Regions from separate parts of the Mus musculus genome. Here region 2 is linked to region 1. The links are chromatin contacts, called in public HiChIP or PLAC-seq maps. All regions are on one chromosome and are shown on one strand. Each heading gives the region's core, a stretch centred on a gene start, on an enhancer-like site or on the middle of the called end of the contact. The rest is flanking DNA. Distances are from core to core; before and after follow the strand shown.

Region 1 (3,849 bases), core at 999-3,498:
CTGTCTTCAGACTCACCAAAAGAGGGCATCAGACCTCATTACAGATGGTTGTGAGCCACCATGTGGTTGCTGGGAATTGAACTCAGGACCTCTGGAAGAACAGTCAGTGCTCTTAACCACTGAACCATCTCTCCAGCCCGCAGAATTTTTCAATGTAGGAGCCCAGGCTAGCCTCTGAAGTGCTGGGATCCAAGCAGGAAGTACTATGGCAGTCAGTGGTTCGCTCCGCAGGTTTTATACCCTTGGGAGGACATCCCACACCTGACCCGTTCCTTTCAAGGCTCTAGTGCAAAGTATTTTATTGTGATGAACATAAAGTAATGGGGTGGGAATATTGCAATCACTGGCTGTCGTTCATCACCGAAGGAAGTAGGGATAGAAACTCACACGGGGCAGGAACCTGAAGGCAGGAGCTGGTGCTGAGGCCACGGAGGGGAGCTGCTTACTGGTTTGTTCCCTGTGGATTTCTCAGCCTGCTTTCTTACAGAATCCAGGACCACCACCCCAGGGATGACCACCCACAATGGGCTATACTGCCCCCATCAATATCTAATTAAGAAAATGCCTCACAGCTGTATCTCATGAAGCTTTATCTCAACTGAGGCTCCTTCCTCTCTAGATGACTCTAGCTTGTGTCATGTTGACACACGGTCATCAAATAGTCACCAGTTGAGATATGTGTATAAATGGTACACACACACACACAATTACAATCACACTTTTCCTCCTGATAGTCCACATTCGGGGAAACTTTCTCCCATTTCCTGTGTCCTCATCACGGAGATACGACTGAGTCATGTCGAGAATGAGGGCTGCTATGGGGGTGCACACCCCTGAAAGGGCCTGGGAAGTCTTGAGTTCTAGACCAGCACCTGCCTAGAACCAGTCAATGACAGGTGACAGTGATCACAGGTCAAAACCTGTTCCATCCGACTCTGATGGCTTTGCTTCAGCCCCTGGAACCCACCCTACTCCAGCTCTGGACACAGCAATGGCATGCATGCACACATCCACACACATATGGGGAGGAGAGAGAGGGAGGAAGGAAGGGAGGGAGGGAGGGAGGGAGGGAGAGAGAGAGAGAGAGAGAGATGCTTTTCTTACCATTCTCAAATCCCAGAACCCAAAGGTGACTCGAGGGCTCTTGGGCCAACAAAAGGACATGTGAAAAATGTGAACAGCATGGAGAATGGAGAGCGGGCTATCTTACCAATTGTGGCAGATGGTCACCAGTCAGCTGGGTGTGGGGCCTATCTAAATGTTTAATCTTTATTGTTTGAATTGATGCATAAATTGATTAATTGATTCATTGGTAGTGTGCACATGCCACAGGTTAGAGGATACTTTTCAGGACTCTCTCAAAAAATCCAGGCTTTGCTACAAGCATCTTTGCCCACTGAGCCATCTCACCGGCCCTGAAGCTAGTATTTAGCTATGTATGGTTGCCATCAGAACCCGGCATCATTTGGGGCAGAGCTGCAGTAGATGGTTCAAGTAAGAAGTGGGGCAGCCTCAGTCTGGGATGGACCTGGATTTGATTCCCACCACAGGAAAATGCCCAAACTGAGGTGTCTGGGGTCCAAGGCTGCAGGGGCATGTACTGGAGATGAAGGGCACTTAGCTTTCTGGTTGTGCCCAGGCCAGTGGTCCCACTTCCTTGGAGGTGCTTCTGGGGCAGGGAGAGAGATGGCTCAGTAGTCCTGAGGATCATCATGCTGCCATGTGACCCTGAACAAGAAACGGAGCCCAGGCCGGGGAGTTAAGTCTCTCGAAGTTGTCATATGGGAGTGGAGTGGACATGTGGCTCTTGCTTAATGCTGGGGCAGCCTGGCTTCATCACCAGCACACAGCCTGAATAAATAAATGGCATGTCACATGAATGGATAGACCAGAGTTGCTATATGACCTCCAAAGCAACTCCTAGCCATGTTCCTTGATTCCTTTGTTTGTAAAATGAGGCTCAATATTAAATGTCACCTAATTCACAGCCTCGGAGGGGTTCTCCAAAGAGCCATGTATGCAGTAGGTACTTAATAAAAGCTATCCCCTCTTTCCCTCCCAGTCTCCCGAGAGACTTGACAGGTGCAGAGATCAAGGAGCTTCTCCTGTCACTTTAAAATATGCAAATAGCCTGCGGATGAATTTCCAGGCTCAGCCAACCAGTGCAGGGTTTATGAAGCACCGCGGGGCGGAGCTCCTCCTGACCACACCCATGGCGGGGCCAGCAGCGCGCTCCGCAGCGCGCGGGGAGGGCGGGGCGCGGGTCTGGAGCGCGCAGGTAGCGCCGCGAGAGGCGGTGAGTGTCCCCGGCGCGGGGCTCCGGTGCGGGGTGCGGGGTGCAGGACGCGGGGGCGGGGTGCGGGGCGGGGACGCAGCCTCCATCCTGACCCGGCCCGAGCGCAGGTGCCGTCTGCAGAAGGCGGGGCGCCACTCTATGGCATCTCTCAATCCTGGGCTGGGAGGCTGAGACCCCCCCCAGGACCCCCAATCCCTCTTCCGGGTCTCTAGCCTGGCCCTAAGCTGGGGGCCGCCTCCCTCGCTGCCCCTCTTCCTCGCCTGGGAACGAGGGTCTCCTCCTTTCCTTTGCACCCGCTCTAGGGTTGGTAGGCTGGTGGGGGTTCTGTAGGGCGAGTGTGGTGGAATTGCGGGGTATCTGGAGTATGGAGCGCGGGATCCCCTCCCGGGGGAACGGGGCCTGGAGAGGCCTGGAGCCTGCACCAGGGACTCCCGCGCCCTGTTAGGGGGGCAGCCGGCATCTGCTCCAAGGGACAGAATTAGTCTAGGTGAATGAGGATGGGGTGCAGAGAAGGTCGGGGATGGCCGCCCCTCCACTTGCCCTCAGCGTCGCAGGACCTGCTTCATGGTGACCTTGGGCAGGTGACAGCACCTCCCTGATCCTTAGTCTCCTCCTCAGAATATAGAGGTTGAGGAAGCCAGACTATCTGTCTCAAATTCCCAACACCTGTGCCCCATTTTCTCCAGATGGGGACCACAATCTTTAGTCAAATGTTAGGGCACTCTGGTTTTGGCACTTTAAAAGGGGTTGAGCCTGGTGTGGTCATTACAATCCTCTGGTGGCTGAGGCTGGAAGATCTGCAGCTTGAGGCCAGCCTGGGCTACATTCACAGACTCTGCCTCATTAAAAAAGCATAAACAAAACAAACCATGATTTTGATTGATGGATACAGTCTAGCCTGGGGCGGAGCAGCGAGACCTAAGGCCAGCAGAGGACAGTTTCTATCTGACCATAAGATGGACGGGCCTCCAATCAAGACCCAGACTTTGTCACTGTGGTCCCACCCATGTGGCTGCCCAGGTCACACCCTGACCCACATACCATCACCTACAATAGGGTTCCTAGGCTGGTTCCTGGGCGGGGTCCCAAGTGGAAGGTCAGGTCTTAGTCCCTGCCTCTTGCAGGATAGTAGGGTGAGTCCCAGGCAGGAAGCCTGACACCCCCAAATTTGTGTGCCCAGACTGGACTTAAACTGAGCCTTCTGTGAAGTGGACTGAAAGTCTGTAGGAAGATCAGAGGTGGTTGTGGGAGTGACAGCGCGCCGTAAACACCCACTCCTATGATAGTAATTATGATATTGCATTCATTAAATGGGGTCACAGCCAAGGAGGCAGTGAGATGTCTTTGAAGGGTGTGACCAGTGTCACTAGCACCCCAAGGACTTGGGTACACAGTGGTGCTCAAAGTATGTGTGACAAATGAAATGACTCAGTGGAAGGCTTGCACAGTGGCCTCAGTTTCCCTGTAGATTTCTGGCTGGTGTGGGAGGGGAGGCAGTGAGGGTCACACTAGGGATCAATGGCTGTGGGCACAGCCAGCCTGTATCCAACCCC
Region 2 (3,849 bases), core at 483-2,982, 260 kb before region 1:
ACTATTAATTAATAATGAATTTTTTTTTTTCAGACAAGAGTACCATTGTGGCTGGACTGGAACTCATAATCCTCCTGTCTCTGTCTTTCCATTGTTGGGAATTCTGTTTCTGTTTTTGTTTTTAAATTACATTAATTAATTAATTAATTAATTAATTAATTAATGTCTCTCTTGGAGATTGAACTCATTTTCAGACTTACTGACAGCTGATTTTCCTCTCTGAACCATTTGGTCAGCCTGTGTTTTTCCAATTCTCATGTACTTCATCCATCTTAGCACTTAAAACAGGGAGGTTTCACTGGGTCACAGAGGAGTTGAAGTTCTCTCATTTTTGATCTGGTTAACTATTCCCCCCCCCCTCAGGGACGACCTGGCCCAGCTGCCATTCCTCACCATGTGCATTAAGGAGAGCCTACGGCTGCATCCTCCCGTCACTGCAATCTCCCGATGCTGCACTCAGGACATTGTGCTCCCAGATGGTCGGGTCATCCCTAAAGGTGCCCGAAACATCAGGGAGGAGGGAAGGTTCTGGGCAGACAGTGGATCCAGGTTGCAGCAGTTCTTCATTGCTTCATTTCCCCCACAGGTGTCATAAGCCGAATAAGTATTTTCGGGACACATCACAATCCAGCTGTGTGGCCAGACCCGGAGGTGCTGTCCCTCTTAATTCTTTGTTATAGGCTGGGATTCTCAAGAGGACGGTCTTTTTGTTTGTTTGTTGGCTAAGGTCTCATGTAGCTCAGGCTGGCTTCAACTTAACCTGTAGCCAAGGATAACCATAAACTTCTGATCCTCCTGCTTCCACCCCCTCAGTGTTGGGATGAGAGGTGTGCAGAACCACGCCTGGTTTATGTGGTGCCTGGGATGGGATCCAGGGCTTTGTGCCTGCTAGGTAATTGCTCTTTCAACTTAGCTACCTCCCCAGCCCCAGTCATGGGTTTTATGAAGCAGGGTGTCAGGTATCCCAGGCTAGCCTGGAAGTCCTTACACAGGAGTTGACCCAGAACCCTTGATCCTCCTGCCTCCTGCTGCTGACAGGTTTGCAGCCATCAGTTTTATGCTGGTGCTGGGATGGAATCCAGGGTTTACGACTACTCCTCATTGCATCCCAGGAGGTAGATAAATCAACTCTGACCTTCCATGCACACTGAGGACTCTGCTCTTGGCTACGCTGGCAATTGGTTCTCACCCGCCATGATTCCATGTCCCCTGCAGGTCTATGACCCCTTCCGCTTTGATGCCGACAACGTCAAGGGCAGGTCACCCCTGGCTTTTATTCCCTTCTCGGCTGGGCCCAGGTGAGGCTAGGACTGAGGGGCAGGGGCCTCGGGCTGACTGTGAGGACGGGGGAGTTGGGGTTTTTTGGAGGTTAGCGTTTCCTCCCTACCTCCCTGCACAGAATTGTGCAAAGGTTTGGGAACCAGGGAGGGGAAGGTGAAGAGTCCTCTGTGCTCAGAATCCCGCCCTGGCCTTTTCGGCTATTGATCAAGGCTTGGCTCTGAGGATGTCTACGTCCTTGCGTGGTCCCAGAAACCTCAGACTCGGGCCAGGTTCTAGTGCTGTGTTGGTCCTGGGTAGGGTCTTGGGCACAGTCAGAGTTCCCACCCCGCCCTCCTGCAGGAACTGCATAGGACAGACTTTCGCCATGAGCGAGATGAAAGTAGCTCTGGCGCTGACTCTGCTGCGCTTCCGCGTTCTGCCGGATGACAAGGAGCCCCGCAGGAAGCCGGAGCTGATCCTGCGCGCAGAAGGCGGGCTGTGGCTGAAAGTGGAGCCGCTCAGCGCAGGCGCGCAGTGATCTCTGAGCTGGCGTGGGACTCTCCTATCCATCCACCCACCTGTGCCTTTCCAGGAATAAAATTTTCTTGTCACCTTGTCTGAGCCTCACCAAACATCCAGGTTACATGCCTCATGTGAGCCACAGGGAGCCATGAAAGGTGTTTGAGTGGTAGAGGGATTTAAGGGACATGAAAATTAATATTGTCATTCAGGAGGCAAGGTACACCTGTGAGCGATAATCTGGATAAATCAACTGAAGTGGAATGATCAGTCCTAATCCTTACTGTAGGTGGCGCCATTACTAGGTTTGGGTTCTGGGTTGAATTAAAAAAAAAAAAAAAAAAAAAAAAGACAAGAAAGCGTGGCTCAGATTAGAGGTGGCTCTTCCCACCTCAAATGTTCTAATCAAGAAAATTGCCTTAGAGATGTGCCAAACAGCTTGGGTTTTAGTTAATTACAGATGTAGTCAAATGAAAACCAAGAATGGCCACCATAGCTAGACTACTAACCCTTCCCAAACATTTCCACCAAATGTGAGAGCAAGGACATGAGCTTAGGGGTCATCCTCATTCAAATCGCCACAGTCCCTTACCTTTTGAGGATGTAGCATTACAGCAACTGGGCATGCGAATTAGTCAGGATTCTCTAAAGCCACAAAACAATGGGATGTCTCTATATATTAAGAGGATTTATTGGAATGACTTACAGTCTGTAGTCCTGAGAGGCCAAATCTTTTAAGTTTAGACTCCATTTTAGAGAACCTGACCTAAGTTTCAACTCAGGTCAACTGACAGGCTGGTACCTAGCATTAGTTTCCAAGCTGCCACCAACAAAACCCGAGCCTAGCTCCAGTCTCTAGGCTGATCCCCACAAGACCAGCGTCTCCAGGTTATTCTCCCAACAAACCTACAACCCCAGGTTACAAGCCCACTCCCTGCTCAATGATCACCAATGCAGAGGGAAGCAGAAATTAGGTTTATAATATAGTTCCCAACACCAGCCAATTGTGTTAAAGGCTACAGCAGCTTTCCAATTAGATGCTTGCACACTCCACCCCCTTGCTGCTTACTATTAAGCCTTGCCCCGATAGATATTCAAGGCTCCTCCACCACCAAAACCTTCCTGAGTGACAATGGTGCATTGGAGGGGCCTGAGCTAGCTCGAATAGAATAAAGACCCTGCTGTGATCGGCTTATGTCTGTGTTTTGGGAGTTCAACCCTTCCCTGGCACAACAGTCCAACTAACCTAACAATGGGCAGCTGTGAATGGGAAGTCTAGTTGTTGCTCAGTCCCACAAGGCTAGGTGTTTCAGCTGGTCTTCTCTATAAGCTGGAGTCATGAAGTACACTCCAACAGATGTGCTGGCAAGTAAGTGCAGGCAGGCAAAGAAGGAACGCAGGCATAAATATTTGCAACCTATTTTTAATAAGGGTTTAACCTCTCCTTTAGCCCACCACCCAGCATAGGGAGTGAAAGAGAAAAGTTACTAGAATATGGGGAAGTGGACCTGTTCAGCAATAGTTCTTTGGGGGCAAGCTTAATCTTCTTGGGCAGCAGTTCAGTCCAGTAGCAAACACCAAATATGACCCAGCAGCAGCTGCAGACCAGTCCTCTCGGCAGGCAGACACCAGGCACAAACCACCAGCTACAGTCCAGCCCTTTCAGCAAGCAGACACCAGGCAGCTGTAGTTTAATCCTAAAGAAATCGCCAGGCTTGCCAACTGGCTTAAGGTAAGGCCACAGAAGCACCAAGCTGCCACAGGAACCTCAGGAGCGGTTCTTTGGTGAGTTTCTCTCAATGGCAGTGTCACCACAAGCTGAGCTCAACAATGCTATGTAAAGTGAACATGTGTGTCTTTGGCAAAGAACAGTGAGGCAGAGCAAACCGAATCAAAGCTCAGTGCTCATCTCGCACTGTCTGTGGGGTCATAATTATACTCCGTCATCAAGTGTCCTTTCATGTGACTGCTATAGCCAAACATCCTTTCACCTGTGTGCCCCAGCAAAACATCATTTGGCATAACTGACTTTCTAAAGAACTAGAAGTTTCCACTTCAAAGGAAGCCTCA

Evidence for each region. HiChIP or PLAC-seq counts read pairs in DNA pulled down with a chosen protein or histone mark.
Region 2: a contact with region 1 is called in an H3K4me3 HiChIP or PLAC-seq map of forebrain, with 7 times the contacts expected there. The contact joins the enhancer-like site here to the promoter of Fcho1 in region 1. A contact is called at or near these places in 2 of 39 promoter capture datasets (embryonic stem cells and hippocampal neurons), 15 of 484 Hi-C or Micro-C datasets (the Ba/F3 cell line, the C2C12 cell line, the G1E-ER4 cell line and 6 more), 19 of 115 datasets of contacts at active chromatin or transcription factors (the 230-238 cell line, bone marrow-derived macrophages, craniofacial prominence and 8 more) and 5 of 9 other capture datasets (adipose tissue, embryonic stem cells, liver and 2 more).

The regions. Positions count from the first base shown.
Region 1 is chr8:71,724,080-71,727,928 of GRCm38.p6, reverse strand. It overlaps Fcho1 (FCH domain only 1), which reads left to right and starts at 2,248. Exons shown (of 28, transcript NM_028715.3): 1 at 2,248-2,296.
Region 2 is chr8:71,986,509-71,990,357 of GRCm38.p6, reverse strand. It overlaps Cyp4f18 (cytochrome P450, family 4, subfamily f, polypeptide 18), which reads left to right. Exons shown (of 13, transcript NM_024444.2): 10 at 364-497; 11 at 587-651; 12 at 1,216-1,298; 13 at 1,621-1,876. The coding sequence ends at 1,798. Among named protein-coding and RNA genes, the nearest start is that of Gm51535, 16 kb to the left of the region's middle. Within about 2 kb of position 1,732, at least 152 of the 459 cell types and tissues checked have an H3K27ac peak or open chromatin away from gene starts, as enhancers often do. A contact at or near this core is called in adipose tissue, bone marrow-derived macrophages, craniofacial prominence and 11 more, where this site is marked.